Linked DNA regions of Bos taurus: region 2 is linked to region 1. The links are chromatin contacts, called in public Hi-C maps. All regions are on one chromosome and are shown on one strand. The core of a region is the stretch at or near the end of the contact, and the rest is flanking DNA. Distances in the headings are between cores, read along the strand shown.

The links. Hi-C and Micro-C count contacts between places; a contact is called where the count stands out from the background.
Region 2: a Hi-C map of skeletal muscle shows a contact between it and region 1, with 2.9 times the contacts expected there. The contact joins two enhancer-like sites. A contact is called at or near these places in 3 of 11 Hi-C or Micro-C datasets (liver, skeletal muscle and an unstated tissue).

The regions. Positions count from the first base shown.
Region 1 is chr11:9,766,832-9,771,578 of ARS-UCD2.0, forward strand. HK2 (hexokinase 2) reads right to left here. Exons shown (of 18, transcript XM_015473383.2): 3 at 2,634-2,782. Among named protein-coding and RNA genes, the nearest start is that of HK2, 41 kb to the right of the region's middle. Within about 2 kb of position 3,405, at least 1 of the 102 cell types and tissues checked has an H3K27ac peak or open chromatin away from gene starts, as enhancers often do. A contact at or near this core is called in skeletal muscle, where this site is marked.
Region 2 is chr11:9,937,175-9,942,392 of ARS-UCD2.0, forward strand. No RefSeq gene overlaps it. Among named protein-coding and RNA genes, the nearest start is that of SEMA4F, 46 kb to the right of the region's middle. Within about 2 kb of position 1,932, at least 12 of the 102 cell types and tissues checked have an H3K27ac peak or open chromatin away from gene starts, as enhancers often do. A contact at or near this core is called in skeletal muscle, where this site is marked.

The DNA of each region.
Region 1 (4,747 bases), core at 2,155-4,654:
AAGGCTTCCTTTCCATTACTGATCTGAGACTCTGCTCACTCCCCTTCTCACAGGAAACACTACAAAATCTAAACTGGCTGCTATTACCATTTGTAATTCACCATTCCCAAGTGGAAGTTCATGGGCCATGAGACAGACTTTGTCCAGGACTCATACTACCCGGGTTCACAGATCTTTAAAAACCTTTGCAAGTTTTGAGTATGGTGATTTGGTCATGGTTTTAACTAAATTTTATTTGTTTTCCTATAATTAAAGGTTGATAGATAATATTTTAAAAAGAAAGAAAGAAAAAGGAAAAGATAGGGGAAAAAGCATCAATAATTCTACCACTAAAATAGCCACTATGACTCTCCTTCCAATCTTTTTACCAAGTGTTTTCTGCAGTTTTTTTTTTAATATAAATTTGTTTATTTTAATTGGAGGCTAATTACTTTACAATATTGTAGTGGTTTTGCCATACATTGACATGAATCTGCCACAGGTGTACACATGTTCCCCATCCTGAACTCCCCTCCCACCTCCCTCCCCATCCCATCCCTCTGGGTCATCCCAGTTTTCTGCAGTTTTTACGATGATAGCATTCTTTCCCTTCCTTGGGATGAAATGAGCACCTGTATTTTCTAGTTTTCTTTGTTTCATTTTTATATAGCATTTTTTTAATCTACTGGAAGCCTTTGTATTGCAATCGAGTCATAATTTCTTTCAGATGGCTTTCATAGATTTGTTGGACTAACACATTTTGTTTCTGTATTTTGGAGCCAGGTGACAACCTCAGTGGAGCTCAGATCTTACAGTCCCAGAGACTGTAGCCCAGCCCCAGCATTAAAACAAGGAAAGCAGGTTTTTCCTCAGGGCCGTCTCCAAGGACACACAAAGGGTCTAAAACTCTCTCCCCTACATGTCCTGCTCATGGTCCGAAATTCCCTTCCCAGGAGGTGGTCTGCTGTGGCGGGAAGAACAGTGCATTAGAAGGGAGAAGTTCCTACCTCTTCTAAGCTCTAAGGCTCAAGAGGTGACCATGCAAGATGTGCTCCTTACTTAGATATCACCTCCTCCATTCACACTTTTATTGAGTACATATTAGGTATAATAAACACAGTAGGAATAGCCAGCACTCAAGAGTGATCCCTATAGCTGTGCAAGTATCCAGGAATGTTTTAGGTGATTCCTCTCCATGAACTGAGAGCAGCTAGAATAGGAGCAGAAAGAGCATCCTGAGGAAGCTTGTGCAGAGCAGGTGAAAGGGTCACCATTGTCCTTGGATAATGAAGAACAGAGAACAATGGCTGAGCCTGTGGCCATCACCCACCCACCCACCAGATACTTCTGCTGTCATGGCAATGAGCGCCCTCTGTAGGAAGGCTCTCCTGGGGGAACTGTTGAGAGGGAGAGCCCCCAAGAGTCAGCACTAGCCCCTCTGGGGAGTGCTTTCTACTTTGGAAGCAGGGGCAGGTAGTAGGGACCCTAGACCACCATACTGTCTAATTCCAGGAAGCACCATTCCCACAGACCACATCACGGGGCCTGAAAAGCGGATGGAGCCTCCTAGGGCCGGACAAACACAGGCTCTGGTTGTTTGGATCTGGCTTTGCGCCTTGCCTCTGGCCCCTCCCTCCTCTGTAATCTAAGGCCAAGTCACTCAATCCTTCAAAGCCCAGTTCCACATCTAAAAGTGGACAGAATAGAAGCACCCAGCCTTAGGGCTAGTGTGAGGACGAAAGGAGGAAATCCACACAAACGTGTGTTACTTCTGGTGGGCCGATGTGTGTGTCTTGGTGGCCCCGCTGGATCTGAAGAACTGAAAGGGTAGACCAGGACTTTGATTCCCAGCAAGGATCCGTGAGCCGGTACACAGTAGGTGCTCAACACACGTTCAGACACTATCATGATGGCAAGTCCATCCTTGCTTGTTCTCTTCTAGCTATCACTGAGACAACTCTACTTGGATTTCACATTTCTTCTCCATCCACTCTTTTTATCGTATGTGCCGAGTACAGAACGTGACTTGGGGTCACAGAGATGTGGGGATGACTTAGCATGATTTGGGGCCAGTGTGGAAGTACACAGAGCCCACTGCAGTGCCAGGTAGAAGAGACACCCCAAAGCTGGATTTTTTTCAACAGGCTCCTATCCCTGTGTGTAAAACCTCTTCTGTTTCAGAACGTCAAAAAGAGGGAGAGCAAATAACCAAAAAGGTTAAGAAGCAGGTTCCATTCCATGTTTTGCTATGCTAACAATGGTGAGTCAGAACAATCACTGTGACAGGTGGCAGTGTCAAGCCACAATTATGTCTTCTCCTGACTTGCTATTCAATGACACCACTAATCATAGGTATCCAGGTGTACTGGTCCAGCCTCCTGACATCAGATTCCTCAATCACCAGTGCATGCAAGCAAAGCTCAGATGAGAGAGAAAGTCAAAATCCCTCCCACTAAAGCACATCCAGACCCTGGGGTCTCGTGCATATGCTCTCTGGCCACATGCACCTCTCCTGATGGAGGCCCCCACCTAGCCTCCAGGCGTTGAGGGGCATCACCCGGCAAAGAGGGGAGTCAAGATCTCCTTCCTCCAAGACCACAGAGAAGGAGCATCATCTGCTCCTGTAGGGCCCAGAGCCCCAGTGGCCATCATACCTGGGTGCCACTGCCTCGCATGATGTCCTCGGGGATGGCATAGATCTGGCTCTCCATCTCAACCTTCTGGAGTCCATTGTCTGTTACTCTTACCCAAAGCACACGGAAGTTGGTCCCTCCAAGGTCCAGAGCCAGGAACTCTCCATGTTCTGCAGAGAGAAGGGCCACTATTAATTCAGGAGACAAAGCGTAACTGTTTCACAGAGACCAAAACATAAAACCCAAGAATTCTGCCATAAACACTGGACTGGTCATCTCTAGGTGATGAGATGTGGGTGAAAAAAGTGGGTCTTAGTTTTTTCTACACACTTTTATGTATTGCCTCATATTCTTTTTCTTAATGCTAACCACTTGTATATTACTTTTAGGATACACATGAAGAATCAGTTTCCTATTCAATGATGGGGTGCCCACCCCCCTCACAAAAGCTGACTATTTCCCAAGGGCTTTCACCCAAGTCCCCATTGAGCTCACAGGGCCCATCAAGCCCTGCATCAAGAGACCAGGCCTCGGTTTTGTTCTTCATGCCCCGAGGACACCCAATACACTGCTACAAGCTCATGGCCCACCTGGGCCTTTGGCCAAATTGTGATCTCTGAACAAAATGTAGTCTTTAAGTTTGTACACAGTGACGGCAAAATGCCTCGGCAGGAATGAGAGTCACACAAGGGAGTGGAATGGAATCCAGCTAACTGTAAGTTAAGAGGCCTCGTAAATAAGTCTAGCAGGTGCCCCCTGCCAGGCTTACTCAAGTGTGAGAGAATGCTGACCTAAGAGTATATGAGACAAGAGTCCGGCCACTCCGACAAGCCACAGGGTGCGGGCGAGAGGGGAGAGAGGGAGACTCCACAGACACAAGTGGGTCAAGAGCTCCAGGTGCCACAGGAAGGCACAGTCCCTCCAGGAAATAAGCAGAGCCGAACAGGAAACATCTAGATTCCAGATGATAATAGGGGCTGCGGGGACACACACCATTGTGCGGTGCAGAATGGAAGTGCTGAAGAGGCGTGGAGGCCCAAGCCGGGGCTGGGGCTCAGGGGGCAGGCCAGGACTGGGACAAGGTGGACTTGTCCCCTGAGCAGTCTCCTCAACCAGGCCTGCTCCACCAGTCTTCCAGTGCCCCGCCACATGCCTTCTGAAAGGATACATGATTATTTCGGGGGGTGGGGGGGATTCACTTATTGGCATGTTTGTCAATACTCAGCCCTTCTCCTGATGGGAGACTTGCCACTGAAGTAAGGGAGAATGGATCAAGGGATCTGGGATGCACTCTGACTAAGAGAAACAAGGGGTTATTCTGACCCACATGCTCTCAGCAGCAAGGAGTGTTTGGTCCTGAGAAAGGCCAACCTCTGCCCAGGTCCTTGAGGGCACTCACCAGCACAGTCCCTATCATCCAGAGGGGCAGCCTGAAGTGGACATCATGCCCCCGAGATTACATGGGCCTTACCTCCACACAACCCTGGTTTGCTGGTAACAATACATAAGAGAGACTGGCTCTGGCTCCCACATTACCCACACCAGAACTCCAGCCAATCTGGGGACATGGCAGATTCCTGAGCCTCTGAGCTTCAGCTGCCTCATCTCCAGAGCAGGAGCCTCCTACCTGATGTGGCTAAGGTGAGGGGAAAACCAAGTAAGATGCCTCAAGTACTCAGCACAATACCAAGAACTCAGAACACACTCAATAAGGACTAGAAACCTTCCATCCAGGCTCTTGGCAAACACAGCCTGACACTCACACTTGAGTCCCCCAGGCCCAGCGTCAGGGCTGCTTCTCAGACTGAAAAAAAGTAAAAGAAACATCCTGAGGCAAGACTGAAGAAATCTGTCTAAGAAAAGCCACCAGGATCTTTGCCAGAGACTTCAGCACTCCTCCTCAGGAAGTACTAATTTTCTGTCCCTTCCATTGCATCTAGCGGTCCCCCAGCCCTTTAGCCACCATTGCTAGATAGCTAGGGCAACCTCAACCCCATCTAGAGAGACTGCTCCCCTTGTGGCCATGGGTGACTTTTCCAGGCATACCAGTTCTGAGCCTCCCCTGGCAGTGGGACATCAGCCAGTTTGTAGGGAAAACTATGTGAGGCTCTCATGGGGGATGAAAAGGAAAATCA
Region 2 (5,218 bases), core at 682-3,181, 170 kb after region 1:
ACCACCATGATGTCACTGTGATTTCCATCACAGTTGGCTCTGCCCTGCCTAAATTGCTCAGGATGCCCCCTGTGACATACCAATGGTCATCATCTAGGTACTTCACAGCCCAGTGGGTTATCTCATTGCCCTGTATTCTTGGGCCATACTGACTCTTTCTTCAGGCACCCTGATAGTATGATTTTGAAAGTGAATGCTTATTTTAAAAACAATTTTAGAGCCATTCTATTAGAGTGGTGGTGTTAGAGAAGACTCTTGAGAGTCCCTTGGACTGCAAGGAGATCCAACCGGTCCATTCTAAAGGAGATCAGTCCTGGGTGTTCTTTGGAAGGAATGACGCTAAAGCTGAAACTCCAGAGATGAGATCATGAGTGCATGCAGTGAGTCTACTAAAAAAGAGGATGTGCTCTAAGCTCAAATCACCCAAGTGTGTGTTCAGGCTTTGACACTTGCTAGTTTGGGGGATATGGGATGAGTTACCTCACTTCTCTGTGCCTTGGGTTTATCATCTGTAAAATAGATATGATAACAGCATTATCTCACAAGTTATTTATGAGAATTAAATTAAATAGGTCTACTTTGGCTCTTACACAGTAAGAACTCAAATGTCAGTCTGTTAAACCTGAACTAGATTTTGCTATATTCAGCATTTTGTTGCTTGGAAGATTCTGGTTTTTAAATTCCCAGATAAACAATTTCCCATTTGTTCATCATTTTACAGTTGTCTTCAGTACAATTGTATGTATTCTTTCCATTGCCTTGGGTGGTCGATGTCCTCATCCCCATTTTTAGGTGAATAAACTGAGGCTCAGAGTGGTTTAGTGACATACCCTATGTTATACAGCAAGTAGGCCAGAATGCACACCCAGCTCTTCTCTCCCCAAGACCAGGGTTCTGCCTACTATACAACTCTTACCTTTATAATTCTTCTAAATGTGGTGAGTACATATCTTATGTTATAACTGTCCATCAAGTATCTATGCAGTGCCTGCAGTTTTTCAAGTTTTAGTAACTTCCTAAAACCAGACCTCCAGATTTTAAGGAAATTGAGAGAAATACGTATATTATGAATAATTGAGCCCAATCCCCTCATACTCCCTTTTTGAAATGCTCCCCTACAGAGCTGAAATTGCTTCTTTCTTCTTCTTTCTTCCCTGCAGACTGAGAGCTCTGTGAAACTCAAGACTGACCATGTTGGTTCAATTTTCTTTCTGTAAAAAAGAAATGCAGAGAAGAAACCCTTTTCACTGAAAGGAGTCAGGAAACAAGATGAAATTTCTTTAACTCTCAATAGCAGGTCCATCCCAGTCTATAGGGAAAGAGATTAAGGATAGATTTAATAATTGGGGGCCAAATACTTCATTGAAGATCTTTCTTTCCTGGTTAGTAATGTAATAATAACTGAACAATTATCGAATGTCAACCATGAGCAGGCACTAAACTAAGCATGTCACATGTGTAAGCTCCATCCACATTCTGCAGCAACCCTGTATACAGGCACTTTAGTTATCCTCATTTTACTGATAAAGAAGCAGTCTGAGTTCCTCCCTTCTCACTACTGCACTTGACTAGTCTTAAAAAAAAAAAAAAAAAAGAAGCAGTCTGAGAAGAACTTGGGTTTACCAGCATCACACAACTAGTAAGTAAAGTAGCAGAAAAGGAACTTGAACCCAGGTCTGTCTAACAGTAAGAGAAGAGGCTCTACCCTCTGCCTGGCCTGCCCCCCAAGAAGGAGCAGGGCATCTGCTGCCAGGCTTGCACAGGGAAGCTGACTCGTGTGGAGCAACAGATTGGGGGAGTGAGTGCACACTCCCTACCACAACCGTCTCCACTCCTTCTCTTTGATTTATTTTCCACCCAAGTGGCCAGGGTTTATACCAGAGTCATCTTCTTTGGCTCCTTCCCTGGTTGTGCCTGGCATTCCTGGCCCTGACTCATGCCCCAAAGCACTCTCTCCCCTAGTTCCTGGCAGCAGAGCTGGGGGGAATATCCAGTGTCAGAGATCAGCAAAGCCCTTCATGTGACAGAGGGCTACTCGCCTTCCCAGTGAACAGCACCTATGTCTCCAGAGAGTGGTTTCGATGACATCAGCCCTCCCAGAACTTGTCTTTCCTTCCACAAGTCCCTAGGGCCCAGCTCACAGGGAGCAGCTGCTCCTTGCAGCTCGCCAAACATTTCTACTCAATTCATGCAGTTCTGAGCCTCCCCATTCTCTTCCCATGTCCCTGTTTGTTCCTGCCCATCAGGATCTCCCAGAGCCAGATCTTTTTATGACTGATGGCACAGCCAATTTGTTTATGGGATTTGATTTCCAAATAATCAACAGCTCCAGTAATTTCAACAATAACTGCACAAGTAGCCCCAGACGATTCACGGCTTCTGGTCTCAAGATTTTTTTTGTTGTTGTTAATTTTTCAAAGGTTGTTTAGAATTCCAAGCTCATTTTCCTGTCATATCTGGTTCTAGTCTGCCATATCTTTGGCAGACTATAAGAACCAACTATCACATACTGAACATCCATAGTGGAAGTCAATGGAAAACTGAACACCTCTACAGGACTTGAGGAAAAGCAAGTACAGCAAAGGAGGGAAAGAAGATGAGGCTTCTGAGAGGCTAAAGTTCTGAGGAACTTCAGATGCAATAGAAAAAAGAGTTTCCCAGCTCCCAGATGCAGAGGGACAAGAGGAGACCTTGTTGACAAGCAGATTCCAGGGTCCCTCCCCCAGGTCTGATATGGGGCAAGAACTCTCAGGGTCAACAGAGAATTCTTCCAATTCAGGAGGTCCATGGAAAACACTCAGAGAAAGGCTCACTGCAGGACCAAGAACACCTGCTGAGGGAGACTTCACCCTCAAGGGAAGAGGATTCCTGCAGCAAGGAGAGAGGGAAGGGTTTCCTGAGGAAAGTGTTCAGAAAGAACAGTCAGGAAGCAGGAGAGGAGGGAATGTGCTACAGATGAGAACGAGGTCAAGACCCCCCAGAGGCCATATCATGAAGGGATCTAAAAGTTCAGTTCAGTTCAGTCGTGTCTGACTCTTTGTGACCCCATGGGCTGCAGCACCCCAGGCTTCCCTGTCCATTGCCAACTCCCGGAGCTTACTCAAACTCATGTCCATCGAGTTGGTGATGCCATCCAACCATCTCATCCTCTGTCATCCCCTTCTCCTTCTGCCTTCAATCTTTCCAAGCATCAGGGTCTTTTCCAGTGAGTCAGTTCTTCCCATCAGGTGGCCAAAGTATTGGAACTTCAACTTCAGCATCAGTCCTTCCAATGAATATTCAGGATTGATTTCCTTTAGGATTGACTGGTTTGATCTTCTTGCAGTCCAAGGAACTATCAAGAGTCTTCTCCAACACCACAGTTCAAAAGCATCATTCCTCAGCATTCAGCTTGCTTTATCATCCAATTCTCACATCCATACATGACTACTGGAAAAACCATAGCTTTGGCTAGCCAAACTTTTGTTGGCAAGCTAATGTCTCTGCTTTTAGGTTGGTCATAGCTTTTCTTCCAAGGAGCAAGCATCTTTTAATTTCATGGCTGTAGTCACCATCTGCAGTGATTTTGGAGCCCCTCAAAATAAAGTCTCTCACTGTTTCCATTGTTTCCCGATCTATTTGTCATGAAGTAATAGGACCAGATGCCATGATCTTAGTTTTCTGAATGTTGAGTTTTAAGCCAGCTTTTTCACTCTCCTCTTTCACTTTCATCAAGAGCCTCTTTAGTGCCTCTTCACTTTCTGCCATAAGGGTGGTGTCATCTGCATATCTGAGGTTATTGATATTTCTCCCAGAAATCTTGATTCCAGCTTGTGCTTCATCCAGCCCAGCATTTCTCATGATGTACTCTGCATGTAAGTTAAATAAGCAAGGTAACAATATGCAGCCTTGATGTATTCCTTTCCCAATTTGGAACCAGTCCATTGTTCAATGTCCAGTTCTAACTGTTGCTTCTTGACCTGCATACAGGTTTCTCAGGAGACAGGTAAGGTGGTCTGGTATTCCCATCTCTTGAAGAATTTTCCACAGTTTGTTGTGATCCACACAGTCAAAGGTTTTAGTGTAGTCAGTGAAGCAGAAGTAGATGTCTTTCTGGAATTCCCTTGTTTTTTCTCTCTCTCTCTCTTTTTTTTTTTTCCCCTGTCAATATTTTTTTTTTTTAGTTAATTTATTTTAATTGGAGGATATCACAGTATTGTGACAGTTTTGCCATCCAACAACATGAATTGGCCACAGGTACACATGTGTCCCCTCCCATCTTGAACTCCCCTCCCATCTCCTTCCACACCTTATCCCTCTGGGTTGTCCCAGAGCACCAACTTTGGGTGCCCTGCTTCACACATCAAACTTGCACTGGCCATCTGCTTTACATATAGTAATGAATGATCCAACAGATGTTGGCAATTTGATCTCTGGTTCCTCTGCCTTTTCTATAAATCTAGCTTGTACATCTGGAAGTTCTCCGTTCATGTACTGTTGAAGTCTAACTTGAAGCATTTTGAGGATTACATCACTAGTGTGTGAGATGAGTGCAATTGTGCAGTAGTTTGAACATTCTTTGCATTGCCCTTCTTTGGGATTGGAATGAAACTGATCTTTTCCAGTCCTGTGGCCACTGCTGAGTTTTCCAAATTTGCTGACATATTGAGTGCAGCACTTTCACAGCATTATCTTTTAGGATTTGAAATAGCTCAGCTGGAATTCCATCACCTCCACTAACTTTGTTCATAGTGATGCTTCCTAAGGCCCACTTGACTTCACACTCCAGGATGTCTGGTTCTAGGTGAGTGATCACACCATCGTGGTTATCTGGGTCATTAAGACCTTTTTTGTGCAGTTCTTCTGTATATGTTGCCACCTCTTAATATCTTCTGCTTCTGTTAGGTCCAAACTGTTTCTGTCCTTTATTGTGTCCATCTTTGCATGAAATGTCCCTTGGTATCTCTAATTTTCTTGAAGAGATCTCTAGTCTTTCCCAGTCTGTTGATTCCCTCTATTTCTTTGCATTGTTCACTTAAGAAGGCTTTCGTATCTCTCCTTGCTATCCTCTGGAACTCTGCATCAGATGGGTATATCTTTCCTTTTCTCCTTTGCCTTTCACTTCTCATCTTTTCTCAGCTATTTGTAAGACAACCGTTCGTTGTCTGAGGAGTCAGCCTGGTTGTGAATTCTCTCTAGCTAAACCCCAGCAGAGAAAATGAATAGTAGGGTGACTTCA